Regions from separate parts of the Danio rerio genome. Here region 1 is linked to region 2. The links are chromatin contacts, called in public Micro-C maps. All regions are on one chromosome and are shown on one strand. The core of a region is the stretch at or near the end of the contact, and the rest is flanking DNA. Distances in the headings are between cores, read along the strand shown. Region 1 holds the start of timm23a (translocase of inner mitochondrial membrane 23 homolog a (yeast)). Region 2 holds the start of tepsin (TEPSIN adaptor related protein complex 4 accessory protein).

Region 1 (6,530 bases), core at 2,510-5,009, 220 kb before region 2:
AGTCAAATAATTTTAGTGAAAGTTAATAGGAAAGTTAATAGTACAAGGAATAAATATTACTCCTACATTCATAAACAAAAACAAATATATGTGTGTTTCAGGGTACAGTGTTCACAGTAGGTGGTTGCACAGGCAAGTCAACTGGTTGAATTTAATGCTCTGTCATGACGCTTTTTGACTAACATCGACTAGTTGCAGTGCACAGATCACATGGTTTTTGACCTGAACTAAATGGCAGCTTTACACACGAAAGTGGTTTACTGAATGAAATTGCCCTCAGAACATTGCCATTTAAAAGTTATTTTTCTTATGATAGCGTCAATGATTCCCAAGAACTTTGAATGAACTTTAGATCGCCAAACAGGTGTCAGCCAGTCCCATGCAAATGTCCAATAGCAGATGCTAGCCAATCATGTTTTACGAAACGTTGGAAAAGAAATGCGATTGGCTGTTGTCCTCTTTAAAGCATAGACACTCACAAAAAAAGGCCGTACTTCAGCAAGATTTTGAGCAGCTTTTTTGGCTCGCACTAAAATATTATTACTTTTCTAAAAAGTATGGGCATTGATCACGGTGTTGACTGCAATTTTTAGCACTAAAACAAGCCTGTGCTAAAGTTCAATCATTATGAAAGTGTTGAGAATCAAACAACGTGAATATATTTGTTCTGCAAATAAATTGCTAATTGTGGCGTTTTGCTAAATATTTGCATCTTGTGAATTATTGGTGACATCACCAGGGACTAGTCGACATCAACTTAACTTTAATAACATAAAGTTGACTTCGAAAAATTGATGTTGCTCAACGCCTTGTTTACAGGTGATAAGCTACTTTAAGTAAAGTTTTCAGCAACAAGCCACCTCTCAAAAGCTCTAGCAAAGCTTGTTTTGGTAATGGTTAAGTTTTTGTTGTAGCTTATGCAGTTTGCCAAAAGCATAAAAAAAAAGAAAGCTCTCTCTCTCTCTCTCTCTCTCTCTCTCTCTCTATATATATATATATATATATATATATATATATATATATATATATATATATATATATATATATAGACACACACACACACACACACACATACATAGTTGAAGTCAGAATTATTGCTTATTTTTTTACCCAATATCTGTTTAACAGAGCAGATTTTTTTCAACAAATTTCTAAACATAATAGTTTTAATAACTCATTTCTAATAACTGATTTATTTTATCTTTGCCATGATGACAGTAAATTATATTTTACTAGATATTTTTCAAGACACTTCTATACAGCTTAAAGTGAAATTTAAAGGCTTAACTGATTAATAAGGTTAACTAGGCAGGTTAGGGTAATTAGGCAAGTTATTGTATAATGATAGTTTGTTCTGTAGACAGTTAAAAAAAGCTTAAAGGGACTAATCATTTTGGCCTTTAACAGGTTCATAAAAATTTAAAAAACTTTTTTTAAAAAGCTTTTATTCTAGCCGAAATAAAACAAATAAGACTTTCTCCAGAAGACAAAATATTATCAAACATACCGTGAAAATTTCCTTGCTCTGTTTAACATCATTTGAGAAATATTTAAAAAAGAAAAAAAAAATCAAGGGGGCTAATAATTTTGACTTCAACTGTATATATAAATACACACACACACACACAAACACACACACACGCGCACGTGCACACGCGATGTCACTATTTTCACAAAAACATCTTTTTGTAATTAACTAAGACAATAAATTAACAAATTGTAATTAACAAAGTGGTAAGTTTTCAAAAACGTGCACTTGTAAACACGTGTTTCACAAAATTTGTGTTATCATAATTCAGTTTCTGTGTAAATGCACACATGTTGTGCTTGCTAAATAAATAAAAAAAGCTGTTCATCGCACATTATGTACATGGCAGCATACATGAACATTAAATTTGAATAATAATGCTGCCTCTTATCAGCATTATATCAACCCCTGATAAAAAAAATACATAAAAAAGACTTAAATTGATCTTCATTTCGAATGTAATCTTCATTTTAGTTCATCTAATATTCTAATCTAATAATTTCTAAATATTTTGGAATTCACACTTACTGTACATTTCTGGGTTTTGACCATGGCATGTCTCTAGTTTCTGACAGGCCCATACGGAGACCATTGAGTGTCCCAAAAGCAGCTCCTTTAAAGAAACAAGCACCAGTTAAAATGAATAAAGACAAACGGTTGATCAAGACTACAAAAAAGGTCTTACCTGTTATACAACATCCACCAATGGTGAAGAAGGCCAGCTCAAAGCGACCACGAGTTTTATTTGCCCCAGTTGGCAAGATGAACTCATCAGTGTCCTGTGACAGCAGGAAGAAAAGGATTGCTTTCTTAAATGGAAGGTTTTTGAATTTACTATAATTCCAATTTGATATAATCAATAGTAAAAGATACATGTCCCAAATTAATTGAGCATTGCAAAACAGCTTTAAAAGGTGACTTTATAAAACTAAAATATTCAAAAGAAACAGAAGTGGAATTTTATCATCATACAGAAAAGTACATGTATTATAAAAATACATAAAACATTTATTCAGAACTCTGTTTACCAAAATACATAAAACAACACTTGATATTACTAAATTGTATTATATTTTAAACTTTTAAAGACAATGTATAACTAACACAAGTAAAACCTAGTGTCTTGAAACAATGGCAAATTATAAAGATTTGAAATAACCAATCTGTAGTTTTTTACTACACATTAGTCCTAAAAACAAAGTATTTCAATGTGTCATAAAATGATTGTAGTTTAAATATGCAACAATTATTTGACATTATAATATCATATTTGTATTATACCTAATTCCATTTTAGCGGGTGTCTGTAAATATTGAGGTAAGTTTGTCTTATGTTTGCACATTTGTTCAGTGACAACTTGTGACATGCTTCCTATGTTGTTAATATGGCAAACTTTAATAACTGGTTTTAATAATAACAATAAAAAACTATCTAGAAAACAACATTTTGCATAAATGTCAGAACTTGTAATAATTACATACAATGTATTGATCTTAGTTTATGTAGGACAAAACAATGTTGTTGTTTTTTTGTGACATTTGACTTACTGTTTCCCTAGAAAACATTAGATATAGTATTGATTTTATTGACAGTTAACCCCTTAATTCAGCTAATTAAGGCTTTAATTGGCTAGAGGATGTTTTATGAATTAGATCAAACGCTTGTAATAGACTTTTATGAATCTGTGGCCTTCCAGAACCTCACCTGTATGAGGTAACGAGGGTCAACATTGAGGTATGGGGAAAGAGGACTCATTCCAGTCACTGTGAATAAAGGGTAACAACCATTCAAGTTACACGGTATCAGAAAAGAATACTTCATAAACATATTCAGGTTATATTGGCTAACATTAGGTTAAACTTTAAACACCGAACACTTACACGGTACTCCTGAAAGCTCAGTGTTTGAATACTCAGGGGTTCCTCCACCAAAAATGCTCCCGAGTCCTCCTTTAAATCCTCCCGGTGGCGGTGTGTTGTTATCCATGTTTTCGGAGATTCACTTATACAGTTAATACCGCTTCGCTGATTACAATTCTTCCTTACTGACCCGCGTCAAACTAATGGAGACTATCCACACAAAATCTCTTCACCGACAGCCTTGTGTTCAATAATGTCTGATGTAAATCCGCATAGATGACACTATGTCGAGTTATCAAACGCTGATGTTTAATAATTAAAGTTTTTATTCTCTGACGAAGCGTTTCTACATCTCTGACCTCCACATGCTACCCTGCCGCAAACCGAAAGGACACCACTGACGTAACACTGCCGTAAAGTTACTCGCGTGATTACAGAACAGTAAAATAAACGCGTATCACATATAGATTAAATAAAACATAATGTGTCATTGTAAATTATGCTGTCAAATTATGTTGTTTTTATTTATATGACCTGTAAAGACACGGTATTCACCAGTTAGTTAAAGAACCTTTTGCGACCAACCGTGTTTTGTGACGTAAGGGATGAGGAAAGATCTACAAACATAAACAGGCATTTTTGTCTTGATAAGAAGTTGGAAAATGAAGCTTATATTATCAATCTTTTGATTATACTCACTGTTTCATATCCATCAATATAAATTCACCAGTCAGAACCTTTTTTTTCTAAATTAAGGAACTATATATTTATATAAACACCATTGAGGAGAGTACAAACAAACTAAGCTGTAAAAACACATTTAACTTATTGTGAATTAGTAAGGCCCAGCATTATTTGTAAAATTAGTTCTTTTAGTTATTATTTTATGTCTTGGTTTTACTTTTTGAATATATGTATTAATATTTGTCTTAATATTCTCTTCATATCTTTTTTACTACATGTACACTCCTAGCATTGTTCTGTAGGTTGTTCATGCATTAATAAAATATATTTGTTTTAAAAGCAGAGGTTAAAATGTGCTTCTATGCTCATTGACAGAGGTAACATCAACCGGACTGCAAATAATTCAAAATGAAAATAAAATGATAGTAATATTAAAAATTAAAAGCATTTGAAACTTTTTACTTTTTTTTTCTTCCTCTTATTATCATCATCATCATTATAATTGATATAAAAATGTTAATGGTGCGTTATTGCAAACAATGACCCTTTTAGCTCCATTAAATGTAAACTGGAAACTGTTATAATAGGCATAATACGTATTTTTCTTCAGGATTCTTTGATGTAGGATGTTTAACAAACGACATTTTTTGAAACAGAATCTTCTGCATCATTATCAATGCATTTTCTGTCACTTCTGTGTGTCTTAAAAAAAAGCCTTTTATTCAGATAAGTAAACAAAACATTTGAATGGTAGTCTATCATAGCTTTCAGAAAAAGCCAGACAGTATACTGATCTGCTGATTACACAACATTCTGCAACTAAACTCGTTTTGTCGAGCTTTAAAACAGGAAATAGAGACCCTACAAAGATAGGTAAACAGAGGTTGATGCTATATGGGATATGGATGGGGCCAGAAGTTAACGAGAATTATTTATATTATTTTATGAAATTTCTATTTTATTGTATTTTATTAACGTCTACCCCCACACCCACCCCAACCCTAAACCAACTGTTACAGTATTGTAAAAACAGTAGTTGTAACAAGTATTATTTATGTTATCTATTAAATTACCCAATAAACTTTATTATTTATTACCTACCCCCACCTCAACCCTAAACCCAACCGTCACAGTACTGTAAAACTATTGTTATACAGTGTCAGTAAAAAAATGCTGCAATATTATTGTGCATATCGCACTTCCGGCTGGCCGCGAATCTGATCTAGACTTTACCTTAAACAGATCATTCATGAGTTTTCATTCATTTTCTTTTCGGCTTAGTCCCTTTATCAATCTGGGGTCCCCATAGCGGAAAGGGCCGCCAACTTATCCAGCACGATTTTATGCAGCAGATGCCCTTCCAACCACAACCCATCTCTGGGAAACATCCACACACACTCAATCACACACATACACTACGGACAATTTTGCCTACTCGATTCACCTTTACCGGAAACCGGAGCACCCGGAGGAAATCCCACACGAACGCAGGGAGAACAAGCAAACTCCACACAGAAACCCCAACTGACCCAGCCGAGGCTTGAACCAGCGACCTTCTTGCTGTGATGCGACAGCATTACCTACTGCGCCACTGTGTCGCCACTCATGAATTTTCATTAAAATAAAAAGACATATCAGTATATCTGTAGGCAGTGTTGGGAAAAGTTACTTTAAAAAGTAATGCATTACAATATTGCGTTACACCCCAAAAAAGTGATTAGTTGCGTTACTTAGTTACTTTTTAAGGTAAGAAATGTGTTACATATTTTTACAATCACTTTCAGAACTTACAGAGTTTTTTCTTATTTTTGTAATAAACAAGCTCTGCAATTAACAACACACTATATAACCTTCATTTACCTTTAAAAAAAAAAACTAATTTTGGGTAATATTATCATCTAAGAACTTTCTGACCCCAGAGCTATACATCACTTATATAAAGATTAACGAATGTTTAAAGCAATGCGTTTGCTACTTTTATTTTGTTGTCTTATAAATTCAGTAAAATCACAGTCCATTCAGATAATCCCCTTTTCTTTTTCTTCCATGTATTCAAAATAATAAATATGTCTATAGCAGAGATGTAATGTTCTGCTGTTTTCCTTCCTGCATTCTCCCATTGTGTGTGGGATTCAACGCGACTACACTCATTTTAATTCAGCAATATATTTTTTAAAAGCGAATTAACTAAACTAACTTCTCTAATCAGCTATTTCAGATGTTAGTGTAGGTGAAACTACAAACTATGAGAATAATTTGATTTTATTTTCAAGGTGAATATAGATAAAAACCCCTATTTTACGAACAAGTCTTGTGAACATGATGATCGGTTGCTCTAGATCTGCCGCATTCAGACTTTTTTTTTCTAATAGAATGATTGGTATAATTACACATTAACAATAGTTTGAACTGTTATATGGGTGGTCAAATGAGTATTAATGTTATCTATTATTTTATTA
Region 2 (6,457 bases), core at 3,676-6,175:
CATTGCTTTCGGAATTCAAACTTTTTGTACCCTTTCTGTCTATGTAGGGTCAGAGCGCTCTTAGATTATAACTTGTTTGGTAAATGGACAAAGGTCTCATTGGTTTGAAACCACAAGATGCTGATTAATTAATGGAAGTATTTTCATTTTAGAGTCAGCTATCTCTTTAAAAAGGGCTCGCCTTTATACAGACTTGAAATCAACTTGTCATATAACACAACTTTTACAATTAAAATGTAATCTGAAAAATGTCTATTACACAAACTAATCTGCATTTTTGCAGCAATATTGTAAAATTACAAATACAATATAAAATAAGTAGAAAAGCTGTTTTTTTATTAATATTAATCCTTAACATTCAATGTTAAAAAATGAACAAAATTATAATAAATCTAAAATTATTATACCAATTCTTTATTTTCAGTTTGGTCCATCAAGTAAAATAAGTTTGGGCATTGCTGCATCATATAATAGTATAGATCAGGGGTGCACAAACTTTTTTGTATGACCGGCCAAAAACTAAATATCATTGAGAGCTGAGGGTCAAATGTTTCAAAATAAATCGAAAATAATACTTTATATCATATTAATGAATGCTGTATAGTTTTAAATGATTACTAATTACAATAAAAAACATTTATAAAACAGTGGAGTTCAATGCTGAATACAGTAGTGAAGCAGAATCTACCGTTGCCTTTATTTGCTCACTGATGTCTCTGCATTGTCTTCTATCTATTGGGTGACAGTATGTACATAAAAAAATCTGGTTTATTTACATGATCTCATTGAAACATTTCGTATTTCAGTTTTTGTAGCTTAGCAATAAAACAGTCAGTGGCGAAGCAGTGGTGCAGTAGGTAGTGCTGTCGCCTCACAAGCAAGAAGGTCGCAAGTTCGAGTCTCGGCTCAGTTGGCGTTTTTGTGTGGAGTTTGCATGTTCTCCCTGCATTCGCGTGGGTTTCCTCCGGGTGCTCTAGTTTCCCCCACAGTCCAAAGACATGCGGTACAGGTGAATTGGGTAGGCTAAATTGTCCATAGTGTATGAGTGAGTGTGAGAATGTGTGTGTGGATGTTTCCCAGATATGGGTTGCGGCTGGAAGGGCATAAAAACCCATAAAAAACCCAGTAAAAACTTGCTGGATAAGTTGGCGGTTCATTCCCGGATTAATAAAGGGACTAAGCCGACAAGAAAATAAATTAATGAATGACACCATCCTCTTAATTCTCATGCTCTTCTAAAATGGGATGGTGGGCCAAATCAAAGGTTACCATAGGCCAACTTTGGCCCAAAGGCCCTAGTTTGGGCATCTCTGGTATGGAATCATTTGCTATATGCCCTTAATGTCATTGTATTGTTTACAAGTTTTATTACTTATGTATATTTTTAGACCACATTTTATGTACAATTGTATATATTGTAAATTTTCTTTTTTTTAAACTCTACGTTTTATATTAATGTTAGGCACCTTGGGTCTGAGAGCAACGTAATTTCGATTCTCTGTATGTCCTGTACATGTGACTGAATTGACAATAAAGCTGACTTTGACTTTGACTATACTGTCTTTTTTCCCTTTATCTTGAATAGTTTGAACCTGCTTACCAATAACTTCTTGTATAAATGTAGCATTTCGCCGTAGCTCTGTGAGGAAGTGAGGTGGTCCATGGCCACATACATGCAGGAGAATCTTCAGAACCTGAGACAGGATTAATAAAGACAGCATAATAAACACCAGAATTTAAAAACACTTAAGAGCTCAACAAAAGAATGTAATGATTTTAAACATACTTTTGGTAACCATAAAAGAAAACACTGAGCTTGTTTCATTATTTTACCTTAAGTTTAACATGGCACGACTCCACCTGTAGTCTCTCCAAAAGGTACTCCAAAAGACACTGGCAGCAGCCCACTGACTCATGGGAAATTTCTGAAATCATGACAGTCAAGGTCCACTGATGGCAAAGCATTCATTATTCTGCCGTACTCAGTTCTCTTCCGCAATGCCACAAAAAGGATACTGCTGATTTCCTCGAAGAGATAGCCAGGACAGGGCGATTCGTCATCTGATGTTGCTCGCATAAGCGTTGGCACCTGAGATATGCACACAAAAAAAAGAGCTGAGCAAATCTCTCCTCCAGCAACATTCATTTTTAAACCACTGTACATAGATAACAAGGTCAGTGTCCTTCAGGCAAACTGAAATAAAGATCCTTGATTGAGGTTTAAACTGGAGACATTTAGAATATATATATATGGTGAAGATGGTGGCACAGTGGGTAGCACTGTCGCCTCACAGCAAGAAGGTCGCTGGTTCAAGCCTCGGCTGGGTCAGTTGGCATTTCTGTGAGGAGTTTGCATGCTCTCCCTGTGTTCACGTGGGTTTCCTCCAGGTGCTTCGGTTTCCCCCACAAGTCCAAAGACATGCACTACAGGTGAATTGGGTAAGCTAAATTGTCCATAGTATGTATGTGTGTGATGAGAGTATTGGTGTTTCCCAGTGATGGGTTGCAGCTGGAAAGGCATCCACTGCATAAAACTTGTGCTGGATAAGTTGCCAGTTCCTTCCACTGTGGCGACCTCTGAATAATAAAGGTACTAAGCAAATAAAAAAAAAAATTGAATGAATGAATGAATGAATAGGGTGAAGACACACTATAATATATTCAATATGCACTTATCTGTTTATTTAGAACAACAGACCATTTTGAGGGATGTAAACGATACCAAGGGTCCACATATTTCCTGTTTTACGTTTTTACTTCCCACAGCTTCCAATAATTAAAGTTCTGCATATTGATAAATAATGTTATGATAGCTGTTTTAACATTAAGTTATGACTGAATTGCCTTTTGTTACAGATATGAAATAGTTTGACAGCAAGCAAGAAATGTTTGTGGGCTGATGACATGCCCACATTGAAATGGTCTATATATTCATAGGGATACACTGATATGGAAGTTTTGCCAAATATCGATAACTACAGTAATCAACGTTTGAAGTGAATCAAAACCTATCATCAAAGTTGTCCTAAAACTATTTAACAACACTCTTGCCTTAAGACAATTTTGAATTACATTTTTAATCCACTTTAATTGTTGACTACTGTATTTATATCTGAAAGACGATAACTGAAGACAGGAAAATAGATAAAAATATCGATATACATTTTAAGTCTGATTATAAAAACAAAATGCAAACAAATGAAGTGGAGAACCAATCTCTGTGGCAGGAGATCGTGTTGCTGTGGTTCTACCCTTCGACCACCACCCGTTCCACAATGCACCCGCCCCTTACGGCTCCCCCTGCAAGTGCTGGGCCTGGAGGACGATGGTCCTACGTCGCTCCTTCGGGGAAAGCCCGGTCGGGCTCGTATACAATGTTGTTCTGTTGGCTTCATCGAACATAGACCTTCAGCATGCACTGGGGTGGTTTGCTTGCCAGTGTGACACGGCTGAGATGAGAATCAGCACCTCCAAGTCCAAGGCCATGGTGCTCCACCGGAAAAAGGTGGTTTACCATATCCATGTTGGTGGTAAGTCCTTACCCCAAGTGGAGGAGTTCAAGTTTCTGGGGTTTTGTTCACGAGTGAGGGAAGGATAGAAGGTGAGATTGACGGGCGGATTGGTGCAGCGGCAGCAGTAATGCAGTTGATGTATCAAGTCTGTTGTGGTAACGAAGAGGCTGAGCCGAAAGGCAAAGCTCTCGATTTACTGGTCAAACTATGTTCCTACTCTCACCTATGGTCATGAGGTTTGGGTCATGACTGAAAGGTAAAGATCTCAGATGCAAACGGCCAAAACGAGTTTCCTTAGCAGGGTGGCTCTTAGAGATAGGGTGAGGAGCTCTGTCACCCGAAAGGAGCTTAGAGTAGAGCCACTGCTCCTCCACATCGAGAGAGGTCAGCTGAGGTGGCTCGGGCATCTGTTTCGGATGCCTCCTGCATGCCTATCTAGGGAGGTGTTCTAGGCATGTCCCACAGGGAGGAGGCCTAGAAGAAGACCCAGGACATGCTGGAGGGACTATATCTCCTGGCTGGCCTGGAAACACCTCAGGATCACCTGAGGATCCCCTCAGAGGAGCAGGAGGAATGTCAGAATAGAAAGAAGTCTGAGGTTCTCTCCTAAGACTGCTGCCCCCGCTACCCGGCCCCAGAAAAATGAATGAAAATGAGATGAGAAATGGGGATGGACAAGTTATTTTATTTTAAAACTGTAACTGCAGAAAACGCCCAGCAGTACACACCAGAAGAAATAATAAACCCTAATTCATCTACTGATTATATATTTTTTTATAAAGCTATTAATAACAATATCAGTAAAAATGAGCATTTATCAACCAATACTAATTATTACTATTAATTATAAATACGAATTACTTTCTGAATCCTCTTACATTTTCAGTACAGTCAGTACCCATACCATAAATGTTCTATGGCAATACTGAGGTTACTTTAATGTAACGTAGAGTATTAATATGACACTAATGTAACAAACAGTTTTAGTATTACCCTGGTTTTACCACAGACCATTTGCACTTGTGTCATTACTATGGTACATGTCAAAAATACCATAGTAGTAAGTACCACAACACTGTCCAAAACACCATGGCATATTTGATTGTACATTTCCAGCGTCTACAAACATAAATATCAATCATTTGTACATGTAAACAGTGTAGTGACCACATATATCGCCAGATATTGAATAAACAACGTAAGGAATGACGTTTGGCGATAGCGACAGCTGAAATGACGTTATTTTGCCCGGTGTCGCGGATACGTACTTTTTGTAGGAAGACCAACCGTTCCAGTATTGAAACCATGATGGAGCAGTCTGTGTTTTTTCGCCTGGCTGTGTACCATTTCTCAGAGGGCGGATGACCGTGCAGGTCCTGCCTGCGAGAATCTCCGCACAAACCACAGGAAACCTCAGTTTAGCTCAGACACTCTCGTTTGACACAGCGAGGTCAGAGTTGTGAGTCGACTCTTTTAGTTGAATCAGTTCGACTAGGTTGCTTATTTAAAATGAGCTGTTCAATGGAACCGATTCACTGACATGAACCGTAGATACTAAAATGCACGTGACTAAACGCGGACGTGAAACTGGGGTGGATTTCGTGAACATCCTGAAAAAGTCTTTGAAGTCTGCGTCCTTGCTATTGGCTGCTCACCATACGTAGAAAACTATGACCAATCATAAACCAGCGACATGTTTTCTGGTTCAGAAGTAGCGCTGTGATTGACCAGATTCTCCTCAGTGGGAGGGTTTACACGCGCTGTCTCAGAGGTCACCAGCATGGCGCTGTCCATGTTCAATATACACTCTGCTTACATCTCCATGACTTTTGTGAATAACTGACTGACACAGTGATTTAAAATGATTTAATCCTAGCAAAATTCGATTCTGCTGGTCCATAAAAGGATTATTTATTTCTTGAACTATGTCGGGTTCAAATGTTTGGACTCGCAGCAGAGCGAGAATGAGACTCTTCCCAGAGCTGATGGCTCAGTGCTCAGGAGAGGTACATTTACATTTATTTATTTATATATATATATATATATATATATATATATATATATATATATATATATATATATATATATTTATTTATTTATTTATTTATGCACATGTACACTGTAAATACACACAAACACACAATTTGACAACTTCCCTGTGTGTTTGAATTAAAAAAAAATGGCCTGCACAATACACGTTTTAAGTTAAGAAATCGATAATTGGTGGAATAATGATCATTATTTTCAATCACACCAAATAACTTAATTTCTTATTTGACCAATTGTAATTTTCTGAAAACAAATTCTCTAAATAACAGTTGTTGTTTTAATATATAACCAATGTTATCAAACCTTTACTGAATAAAACAAATAATAACATTTCACTCAAACCCACACCTAATAAACAAATCCTGAAAAATAAAATATTATATTAAACTAAATTATGTTAATAGGCCACTGCTTATGGGAAATGTGTAGCCGCCACAACCACTGGCAAACAGGAGCTGACCAGAAACATGTGCGTCAAAGAATTTGAAGCACTGAAAAGCTGTTTTCAATCTGCTGTGAGTGATTTCCTTTCTTACATTTTCTTCTTTTGTATTACTATCGAGCAAGATAATAACTGTGTTTCATTCATGACATGGCTAATCATAAACTATATATATATATATATATATATATATATATATATATATATATATATATATATATATATATATATATATATATATTAGTGGTGTATTGGATCCCAAATCTAAGGATTCGGATCACATCGTTTTTTAGTCATGGATTGGACCATTTTTTCTGATCAGCCAAGAAGGGGAGACAAATGTAATTTGCTTCCCATTTATTACAAAAACAGCACTGCAAGACACTTTTGGTTTTAACAAACAAAACTCAGAACCTATAATTTTATTAAAAATATAATGAAGAAATAATCAGCT

The links. A called contact is a pair of places that touch in the nucleus more often than the background predicts.
Region 1: a Micro-C map of caudal fin shows a contact between it and region 2, with 3 times the contacts expected there. The contact joins the promoter of timm23a here to the promoter of tepsin in region 2. A contact is called at or near these places in 2 of 18 Hi-C or Micro-C datasets (caudal fin and hematopoietic stem cells).

The regions. Positions count from the first base shown.
Region 1 is chr12:36,954,222-36,960,751 of GRCz12tu, reverse strand. timm23a (translocase of inner mitochondrial membrane 23 homolog a (yeast)) reads right to left here and starts at 3,759. Exons shown (of 7, transcript NM_001105598.1): 1 at 3,409-3,759; 2 at 3,233-3,291; 3 at 2,214-2,307; 4 at 2,057-2,141. The coding sequence starts at 3,514. The region is part of intron 1 of syt15 (synaptotagmin XV); the gene reads right to left.
Region 2 is chr12:36,735,234-36,741,690 of GRCz12tu, reverse strand. It overlaps tepsin (TEPSIN adaptor related protein complex 4 accessory protein), which reads right to left and starts at 4,925. Exons shown (of 13, transcript XM_001919649.7): 1 at 4,781-4,925; 2 at 2,017-2,089; 3 at 1,834-1,925; 4 at 1,601-1,694. The coding sequence starts at 4,819. ndufaf8 (NADH:ubiquinone oxidoreductase complex assembly factor 8) reads left to right here and starts at 5,262. Exons shown (of 3, transcript NM_001303010.1): 1 at 5,262-5,518; 2 at 5,966-6,076. The coding sequence starts at 5,438.